Regions from separate parts of the Rattus norvegicus genome. Here region 1 is linked to region 2. A link is a contact called in public Hi-C data. All regions are on one chromosome and are shown on one strand. The core of a region is the stretch at or near the end of the contact, and the rest is flanking DNA. Distances in the headings are between cores, read along the strand shown. Region 1 overlaps Sh3bgrl2 (SH3 domain binding glutamate-rich protein like 2). Region 2 holds the start of Sh3bgrl2 (SH3 domain binding glutamate-rich protein like 2).

What was found. A called contact is a pair of places that touch in the nucleus more often than the background predicts.
Region 1: a contact with region 2 is called in a Hi-C map of liver, with 1.8 times the contacts expected there. The contact joins the enhancer-like site here to the promoter of Sh3bgrl2 in region 2. A contact is called at or near these places in 3 of 12 Hi-C or Micro-C datasets (the Rat2 cell line, liver and mammary epithelial cells).

What each region holds. Positions count from the first base shown.
Region 1 is chr8:93,387,918-93,393,186 of GRCr8, reverse strand. Sh3bgrl2 (SH3 domain binding glutamate-rich protein like 2) reads right to left here. Exons shown (of 4, transcript NM_001389250.1): 4 at 1-2,477. The coding sequence ends at 2,466. Among named protein-coding and RNA genes, the nearest start is that of Sh3bgrl2, 49 kb to the right of the region's middle. Within about 2 kb of position 3,751, at least 27 of the 93 cell types and tissues checked have an H3K27ac peak or open chromatin away from gene starts, as enhancers often do. A contact at or near this core is called in liver, where this site is marked.
Region 2 is chr8:93,337,469-93,342,771 of GRCr8, reverse strand. It overlaps Sh3bgrl2 (SH3 domain binding glutamate-rich protein like 2), which reads right to left and starts at 1,623. Exons shown (of 4, transcript NM_001389250.1): 1 at 1,431-1,623. The coding sequence starts at 1,475.

The DNA.
Region 1 (5,269 bases), core at 2,502-5,001, 48 kb before region 2:
GTCAACACTACGCCTTGAAAGCTACTGGCCTTCCAGTCATGTCTGCACTTCTTTGCTAGGCTTTGAAGACGGTGGCGACTCAATCTAAAGGCAAGCTAACTAAAGGGAATCAGAAGAGCGCTATTTCAGCAGCATGTGATTCTAGCGCTTGGGAGGCAGAAGCAGAAGTGGGTTCCAGGTCTACGTAGCAAGACTGTCTCAAACAACAACCAACAGAGAGAGGGAAAGGAAGAAGGGGAGGGGAGAAGTCAGTCAGACCGGCAGACTGGAAATCATATAAGACCCAGCACGCTCTGCACACACTGTTGTCTGGGAACTGTGGTGACTCCATACTGGGCTTCTGGACACTAAAACAAGTCACTACCTCTAATCTCATTTCTCTTGCTGAGTCCCCAGTGCTCCCCAGAAGAATGGTGGTGGAAATGATAGTAGCTGTGACAGCCATTCTAAGAACACCATCTATTCAGTGCGCTTAACACAGTCATAGTAGCTATGGTATGGACAATTAAAAAGTTACATGACAAATCTTAGTAGCTTTCTCCATTTCCTCAACACTGTAAGGTTACTGCTCCTACAACTGAAACATGCTAAGATTTCACTTTGCCAAACTGTTATTGGCACTCACTGGCAAGAGTAGACTCGATGTAAGTAAGTAGATCGATATAACCTGGGTTGATTTCACAAGACAATTTAAAAACATTCCTCAGAAGACTCACAAATTCAAGCACAATATCCAGTTAGAGGAGGAAAAACAAAACACAAAAACAAAACCCTGGAACCTCCCCGGGATTTACCAAATGGAATTTTTCCTGGATCTTGTTTAATACCGGTCAGCCACTAATACCCACAACTTGACAAGCTTTCCTTGGACAGAAAATTGTGCACCGGTCATTTGGTCATTCATAAAGGAAGCTGTCCTCCTCTCTTCTTGATGCAACAGGATCTCAGCTTCAGCATGCGGAGCAGAGCACGTTCAGCAAAGCTTGAGGTGGGCTGGCAAAGGGGGCCGCTTGTTTGACCTTTCAATTTCGCAAACATTTCCTTCTCAGAATCAGAGCGAGAGGCCAGCACCACCCTGCTAGGACTAGGCCGAGATTTCAATCAGCCTCTTTCCTGTTCAAGGCCATCCCTATGTGCGAAACTAACTCTAAATATGCCATGATCCCGGCGAGTGAAAATCACACGTCAGTGTTCACCCAGGGGGAGCAGGGACTTTGCCTCCCAAAGACATTCAGGACCATGCTCTAGACAGCCCTTCCTGTCTGTGCTGCTTGAAGTCTCACTTGTGCTCAAGAGTGCAAGAGTGCCTATCTGTGTTATTCTGAAAAGCCCAAGTCTGTGAGCTGGACTGAAATAGAACTAGGAGGGTAGAGACTAAGGTAGGTAACATGGGAAGTCACACGAGGCAGCCAGCCTGGTGTCTCTTTCCTTTCCACTGTACTGGAGCTGAGTGCAGAATCTGTGTGTGCTATGCATTGTTCTACCGCTGAGCCCCAGCCCCGGCAGGACTGGCGTCAATGGCTCACAAAATATATCTAACCAAGCATTTCCTTTCTCCAAAAATATAATCCCTTCACAAAATAGAACCAGCAGCTGTTACTTTGGGGAGCTGCATTTAAAAATATATGTGCATGTGTGTGCAAGCAAACTACAAGAGCTGAAAACGCTTCTGCACACTGACAGAGCAAACTCTATTAACTTACTATATGAGCGGTGCACCTCTCAAAATAGACCTCTCAAGGAGGCTTATGCATACAGTGAAACTTCCCCCTTGCAAGATATAAAGAAGGAGACATTTTCCAAAGCAGCAATTCTTTTCTGCCTTGTAACTTGGCTGTGATCATTAGATCTTGCAATGGTGGTTTTGGAAGCACCTGGAGAATATACAGAAGTGAGGGTCTCCACTACAGAACGGAGTTGAGAGCATCTAGCTTTTCCAGCAGGCGTTAAGTAGCAGAGTAGTGACATTTGTGACGCTACCACAAGAACCCTCAGAGTCCTTTGTCAGCCAGCACTGCTTTCTTCTTTTGGATTCAATGATGTTACCATCCTGGCAAAATGGTTTCAAGGATGGCAGGCAGGCAGCTTAGAGAGGAATGGGTTTCTGCAAGACCGGTTTCTAATAAACCCTAGGGTAGGTCCAGTGTTTTTTCCCTGATGGTGCTACCCAATTATCTGTCAGTCATTAAGGAAGCCGACCTGTCACAGAGGAGAGTACTTTCAGGTGAGTGGAGCAACTGCAGACAAATCAGAAAAATAAGAGAACCACCACCACAGTCCTGATTGGCTCAGAGCAATCACGCAGTCCCCATTATTCCCACATCCTCCAAAAACACCTTCTCCGGGTCAAGCGAAGTTACAGATTGTGTGTGTGGCTTTGTCACAGTGATGCATCAGGTAAGCAGGTGAGTGCTGAGTACCAGGGGATGCTCCAAAATGCAAGTCCATCACCTTCCACTCTACCTCTAAGGTTCAGCCTACAGAACAGAAGGGGGAAAGGCACGGTTATTATGCTGCATTGACAAGAACATGGCCTTTGGCAGTGTTGTTTTAATGTCAGGAACAGGTATGAGGAGGGCTATGATGACTCACCCCACGCTACTGATAGAAGTGAGTCCTGGCTTTTAAGCCAGAGCCTCCATTTCAGTCACACACCCAAACTGCAAACACGCAAAGAAAAGCTCCACTTTTCAGTAGCCACTGAGTCTTTCTTTGAACACGGCTGTGCCGCTAGCTCACAGTAGGTAGCTGTAACCCAGGAGCATGAAGAGGCACTGGTTAAGGGTGATCCCAGATGAGTGACATCATCAAAATGGTCACAACATTCAGAAAGCATCACCATCCCTATTGTCCAAGTGCTATTCTGTCTGTCACATGATGCAAATGAACAAATGTCACCAAGAAGCCAGTGCATTTGCTGCAATAGTGCAGTGCAATCAGCTGTTATGGATTTGGTAATCACCTCCTAGCAGCAAATATTCCCCTAAGAGGATCTCCTTGGAGATTATTAGAATAACCGCACTTCAGCAAACCACTGAACTGAGAATAGGACCCCCGTTGAAGGAATCAGAGAAAGAACTGGAAGAGCTTGAAGGGGCTCGAGACCCCTTATGAACAACAATGCCAAGCAACCAGAGCTTCCAGGGACTAAGCCACTACCTAAAGACTATACATGGACTGACCCTGGACTCTGACCCCATAGGTAGCAATGAATATCCTAGTAAGAGCACCAGTGGAAGGGGAAGCCCTGGGTCCTGCTAAGACTGAACCCCCAGTGAACGTGATTGTTGGGGGGAGGGCGGCAATGGGGGGAGGATGGGTAGGGGAACACCCATAAGGAAGGGGAGGGGGAGGGATTAGGGGGATGTTTGCCCGGAAACCGGGAAAGGGAATAACACTCGAAATGTATATAAGAAATACTCAAGTTAAAAAAAAAAAAAAAAAAAGAATAACCGCACTTCATGGCTTTTCTTGACAATTGCTGGTGAATGGGCCCCCTTCCTCATCAGGGGATACCATGGAGGCCTGCCACTGTCAACTCCTGTCACTCCACACTCCCATCCTGTTATATCCACCTTTCTCAGCTTCGATGGAAGTAGAAACTTTAATTCTACAAGGCAATACATTTACCTTTTACATTAACAAGTCCTATGCAAGACAAACAATATGTCCTGGGCCAGTGTGGCTGTTAGGCCACCATTGAGTGATCTCTGTCCTTCTCCCATTGTCTACTTTGGAGCACAGCCCAGTCAGAGGCAACTCGTTCCTGCCTGTGAATCATCAACGCTATCTCCTACCACTGTGTGGGGGCAATTACAGACGTTAACAGTGAGCTTCTGTGTTTGCTGGCTGGCTTCCTCTTACGTACGCATGGTGCAGGTGGCAGACAGAGGACAAGGGTCACTTTTGCTGAATCACATCTGTGACCACGTTGTCCAAGCCTTAAACTGCACACTTTATAATGAATTATAACTAATGTAAAACTAAGCAACTAGAAGGGGGAGGCACCTGTGAGCTGTTACACTTCCACTTATGTCCGAGGAAGACGAAGTATGTGGGCTGCTGCACTCTACGGTTCAGATACCAAGCCAGCCAGTTCTGTGCTCTCTCCCAACAATTCCTGCCCAGGAACTTCGTTCCCAGGCTTCCAACCTATTGAGGGACCAACTTCAAATGGACTAAGACCAGATATCACAAAGATCATGAACCCTGCATAGATTGTAACTTCTTTACAAATGCTAAGGAGAATACATTGTGGGCTTTTGTTACTGTTGTTTTGAGTCAGGGTTTCAAGCAGTCCAGTCTGGCCATGACCTTGCTATAGAACCAGGGAAGACCTCACATTTCTGATTCCCGTTCTCCATCTCTACTGTGTTAGAGTTACAGGGATATCATACCATGCTCATCCTAGTCAGTTCTCGGGATTGAAACAGGATTTCATGTGTGCTAAACAAGAACTGTAGTGGACAAACTCATTGTCTACTGCAGTGGCTCTCACCCTTCCGAATATTTTGCCCCTATACTGTAGTTCCTCATGCTGTGGTGACCTCCAACTCTAAAATTATTTTCACTGCTACCTCATAGCTGATATGCAACCCCTGTGAAAGGCTCATTTGACCCTCCCACAGGGGTGATGACCCACATATTGAGAACCACTGGTCTAAAGTCTAAAAACACCAGCCTGATGAATCTCTGAAGAATCTGTACCTTGGGAGAAAATAAGAACAAAGATGGTGTGCACACAGAATTTTCTACGAGGTTCTGACCCAGTCTACTGGGATCTTGCCTCTGTAAGGTAATCCTTGCCTCAGCATTTCCCCACCACACACACTGCTCCATCCCCCAGTTCTCTGAAGATGAATCTGGATTGTTTAATATCTTTGGGTGATATATTTTATACAAATACTAATTTTCTTAACAAATATTCAATGTCTGACTTGTATAAAAATAGTTTTAAGAACCTGTAAATACTTTCTGTGTGGGTGCCTCTGCTAACAAACCTGTGCATAGGACCACCCACGGGCCATCTGCGGCCTGCTGACGTACAGACAAAGCGTGCTGTCACAGTGGAGGCTCTGCTTCACAGGCGCTGCTGCAGGGCCTCTATTATCCAAGGCCACTGCCTCCCTCCCTCTGACGCTTCCCACAGTACCTGTCCCAGGCAGCCTCAAAGGACCTGTTACTCAGACAAAGCCTCCACAATGCACTACAGGTTCAGCTGCATTCAAATGCACTTCAGAACTGAGCCCCGACTGAGGCCGGAGCCAAG
Region 2 (5,303 bases), core at 374-2,873:
TGGGCGGCGCTGGTCCCCACACTGGGCAGCACACTAGAACTTACTTCTTCAATTAAGTTCCATGTACAAAACATTAAACCCAGACTCAAGTCCCACAGTAGGCAGACACCAAATACTCGTGTGTTAATGGAATTGATGAATCCAAGTCACAGGATGCAGGTCTGGATACATGATGGGGAAGACAGGTAATTCACCTCTGACTTTCCCAACACAACGAAAGAGTCACCTCTGAAATCAATAAACTGCTTTTGAAATAATTACCGAAGCAGGTAGGTTCTTGGTGGGACCAAAAGCTCTATGGTGATCCATTTAAATAAATCTATGTGGGAGACAGTACATTCCACTGGGCTCGGCTTTAACAGGGAAAAAATGTTTAAGAGGCACCTATGACTAAGCAATAGCAAAAAATCGAGGAGTTTGAGAGCCGAAACCTGCCCGCACAGACAGGTAAGGCAGGGTTTCCCCAGCTACCGTGTCCAGTAAAAACTTGGTCCTTCTAGTAAAAAGATTGGGCTAAGAGTTTCAGTGGTTTACGGGGATTTTCTAAGTAGTATTTTATTCTGCCCTCTACCCCACCCACTTAAATTCTAACACAATCTGCCTACTGGGCAGGCAACTAGCCAGACTAAACTTTACAACAATCATTCTTGTACTTTCTTCCACATCTGATTAAGTATCTGACAAAGGAGACTTTTAGAGATACAGTTTAACTCTTAACTAAGGCAATCAAGTCTTAATAATTAAGTAAAACATGACTGACCCCCTACACATGCATTACGTGTGTCTCAGTGGACTTTCCATCACACATGTCCATTAATTCTTAAAGTGTGACATCTCTAGTGATTTAACTTCTTTTAAAGAACAATATTCCCCAAAGAAGTCAACGCTCGACAAACAGAGTAGCTAAAGATAGAAAACACTATTTATTCTTAAAAGGAAATTTACCATAGCTGAAGAACAAGGGAAAGGGCAAATGTAAAAAAGTATCTGTAACACCCTAGGCTAAAAAGCGACAAAGAAATCAAATAACTGCTTTAACAGGACAAGTGTGGTTTACTCAGGTGGTTTACTCTTTGCTCAGGTGTAAAACTAAAAAAGAGTTGCTGGGATCGAGAAGATGAGGAGCAATTAAAATAAAAAAAAGTGTTTCCTCCAGACGTCAGGTCAGCAAATCAAAGTAGTCTAAACTCCCATAAAAAACAGAAGCCGACGGGGTGTTCCAAGTCTGGAACCTCTAAACTCAGCAAAGGGCCGCTGGAGCCAACACCTGCGGCAGGGGACTAGCTCCCATGGTTCCCCTCGCCAGCGGCCAGCGCGGGCAGTGTGACCCCAGCGCGTCAACCGGGTCCGAGCCCGGCGGTCACCTGCCCGCGCGTCTTCTACGGGCGCACGCGCCGCGCGTCTCCCGCGATCCCGCCCGCCCGGCTCACCGCCACGAAGCCTGAGCATGAGGCGACGAACACGCGGACCACCATCCTCTCGCTGCGTCAGGGATCGTTGTTGACACGGACACAGAAGCTGAACGCGACTGAGGCTGCTGCCGACTCCCGAGCGACCGTCGGGAAAGACCGCAGAGACACGTCTGGCTCCCGCCGCTCCGCGGATGAAAGCCCAGCGCCTCCGCCGCGGGCTGAGCGGGAGGCGGGTGGGGCCAGGCGGCCGCGGAGACTGACGGGAGTTGTAGTTTCCGTGGCGCCTAGAGTGACCAGGCACTGCGCCCCTTCCACCCCACGCTTGCTTTTGGTAAATTAATCGTACACGCAGGTGGTTTAGGAAGGACCCGGAGGCGGAGAAGCTATGTGGCGGGAAGCCAGCTTACGAGGAAGCAGCAAACTAGACAAAGGCTGGGTGGTGCATAGTCCAACCAAAGCTTGGGTTTTGTTTGCGGTGGAGACGGGTGGAGCATGCTCCATAAGAAATAGTCGGGGCTGGGGATTTAGCTCAGTGGTACAGCGCTTACCTAGGAAGCGCAAGGCCCTGGGTTCGGTCCCCAGCTCCGAAAAAAAGAACCAAAAAAAAAAAAAAAAAAAAAAAAAAAAAAAAAAAAAGAAATAGTCACAGAGCTGCGGAGACCCACTGTTTTAGATACGTGCACAGGCACGCCCCAGAGACCTTAGCAGCTCAGGGGCTTAGACAGGCATGACAGTGGTTTGAGCTTTGTTTTTTCCTGCAACCCTGAACAACCGTGGGAAAAGGGTGGTGGTTGTTGTTGTTGTTTTTCCTGGAAGTGGTTTTCTTGTGTAGCCCAGGCTGGCCTGGAACTCACTTTCTTCCTTCAGCCTCCCTAGTAGGTATCACCATGCCTAGTTTGCAAAGGGAATCTCTTAGGTAAATGAAACCGGTTTTCACCTTTATTCTAAAGACACTGAAAATTGCAAACCCAAATGAGAACAAAACCGATATTTTATTTTTCGTTGCAAAACTGTAATTGTAGTAGAAAAAAAGTACCGATAGAAATGAAAATCCTCCTATCAACACTGGGAATCAGAACCCACCCACCCCACCCCCTACCCCTCACAATGCCTTTGCCTTTGTGTCCCTACTGATATTTACAGTTGAGCCAAATCTCTGCCTTTTTCGAAGCCTCTGTGCATTCCAGCGCTGTATCCCAGGAGAATACCATTAAAGAGAAAGCTTTCACAAAGTGGCTAAGAGGTTACGAATAGTGCTTTAGCAGGTTGTATTGGCTTGGCTAAGGCTCAAGCCGCTCATAGTTTTGTAGAAGTGAACCAGTTTTCCTCACATTACTGTACTTACTTTCTTCATTTCAGCAGGGGACTTTAGCAGCGTTCTGGGAACGCTGTTAATTAATTCTAGAGAGAAGGAAGTCGCCCACGTTGGCAAGTTTCTGGGACAAATGGTTTCTTAAAGGATTTTGTTTTTTAGGCTTACTAATATTTCAAGTTTCCAAACTTTCCTGTTGCTTCTGTTTTAAACAGTTGTGTGTGTGTGTGTGTGTGTGTGTGTGTGTGTGTGTGTGTGTGTATTTTGTTTGTGTAGATCCATTCAGCACAGCATACTTGTAGACGTTGTGGGACAACTTGTAGGAGTTTCTCCTTCCACCCTGTGGGCCAGGATTAGCAGCAAGTGTCTTTACCCATTGAGCCATCTCACTGGCCCCTTCATTGCTTATCTTAATCCACTTTTGTCATAGGCCTCTTTAAATTTAGTAAAATGAGAGTATATAATCCTGGCAGGTCTTTATTTCTTTTTAATGTTAAAAACCTAAATATTAGTTCTGCTGTAGCTATAACACTGTAAATTTCTTTAACCTTTGCTATCGCAAACATGGAAACGAAGGCATATGAAATGTGAAGTAATTTTCACAGAAGTAGATACATTATTTCCTGTATAAATGTGGGTCTTTACAAAAGGAACCATTTTCCGGCAATATAGAATTAATATAGCAATGGAGATTAACAGCCTAACAGCCGAACTCGGAAGCACTCTGAGCAGAATGGATAAAAGGAATTGACTAAGTCATTTCCTCAGTCAGCAAATTGGAACTGGGGCTGGGGAAGTCAGGCAGCATGAAGCTGTGACAGAACTCACAGCTTTGGGGAACTGTGTCAGTCATCTTCCTGTTGCTGTGACAGATCACCTGGGACAACTTAAAGAGGGGAAGGTCAGCCAGGTGAGGTAGCACAGGTCTGTGATCCCACCACTTGGGAGACCAAGGCTGGAGGAGGTGAGACCACATACTTCATGGCACCAGAGAGCAAAGAAAGAGAAAAGGAGTGGATCTCAATGGTGTGCCTCCAAGGTCATGTCTGTAGTGACTTAGCCTTTTTTCTATTAGGCCTCACTTCCTAAAAGTCCCACTGCATCCCAGTAGAGCCCCCACAGACTGGAAACCAAGGCTTCAGTGCATGAGCCGTTGGGAGATGTTCACAAAATCGAAGCCAGGTCTTGTTGTCTGCTTTATAAGACCCAGAAAGCTAAAGGAGCAAGCCAGTAAGAGGAGGACAGTAAGGCAGATGGGGACTGACAGCTGCACCAACAACCCTGGCAACGCTGTGAGTTAAGGGGTTCTCACCCTACAACCTGTCATGTTGGCCCTCTGCCCATATTTACAAATAAAGTTTTATTGGCACACATTCCATATTGCTTAGGGCAGAATATGAAAGACGCCACAGTCCTCCTGGTCTGATGCTCTATCTCCTTGCCCTTTACAGAGAAAATTTGCCAACCCATTTCTGGTTTAGCCTGTTCTGCTAACACAGACTGGAGTGGGGTGACACACCTCTGTCTATATCATAAATTCTCTGACTCGATTAAGCCATCACAAGTGGCTTTTGTTTTGCACAAAGAACCCAAACAATTTCATACTTAATCTGTAATAGTCCAAGGACAAATTAAAGATTATTGAGATAATAACTCTGGGGCTTTTTTTTCTACCTCTGATTTTAAAAAAAATTGATTTCTAGAGATTATATGCAAGACAAAATATATGCTCAATCCAGGAACCAAGTGAGGAAAGCAGAGACCGAGATAGAGAACAAACTGGAGGGGTACCTTGGAGCTCCTGAGATCCTGATCTCTGGATAGATCAAGCTGGCAGGTCAAGCTTGATGACCAGATTCAGGAGGCCAAGAGATTCAGAACTGCAACCTCGTCACATTAGGCTTGATCTCCTCCAGGACTCACACTAGACCATCTGCCAACATCTTTAGCATTTCAAGGAGAAAACCAGGGGACCCTGGATCCTTTCTCCAAAAGAAATGTACTTAAGGTTGTTTTAAAAAACCAAACTCAGAGTACAGAGGAAGGGCTACTATCGCAAAAGGTTATCAGAATCTTAAGCACACATTGGTATAGGTGTATGCTTCCTCGTACCTGCATTCAGGAAGAAGTTCTGCTGACCAATCAGGTAGCCACATGGGTTTGAAGTAATAATGGGGAAAAAATTTTAAGACATTTATGATAATCTGAAAACATAAAAATATGGTGACTTGGTAACAAAACCACAAGTGTTGCTACTGCAGAGTGCTCAAATGCTTAAGACAAGGCACAGGTGTCCTTTAGTTAGTATTCAAGGACAAAGCAAGGACGTGGTCTTTTCTTTCAGTCATGTTCATGAACCTTCTAACTTGCACCTATAAGGCCTTTAGGCTGGGATGGGAAGAGGCTCCAGGAAACCTAGGTTGAGCAGTCCTGGTGTCTGGCTGTATCCAAATGTGTAGAAGCCAAGATTTAGCAAAGGAAGAAAGTATACGAGGAGACAGGAGAATTGGAGAAAGAACATGGCATTGGAAAAGGATGGGATGGGGGACAATCAGAACAGTATAGAAGTGAGAAGACAG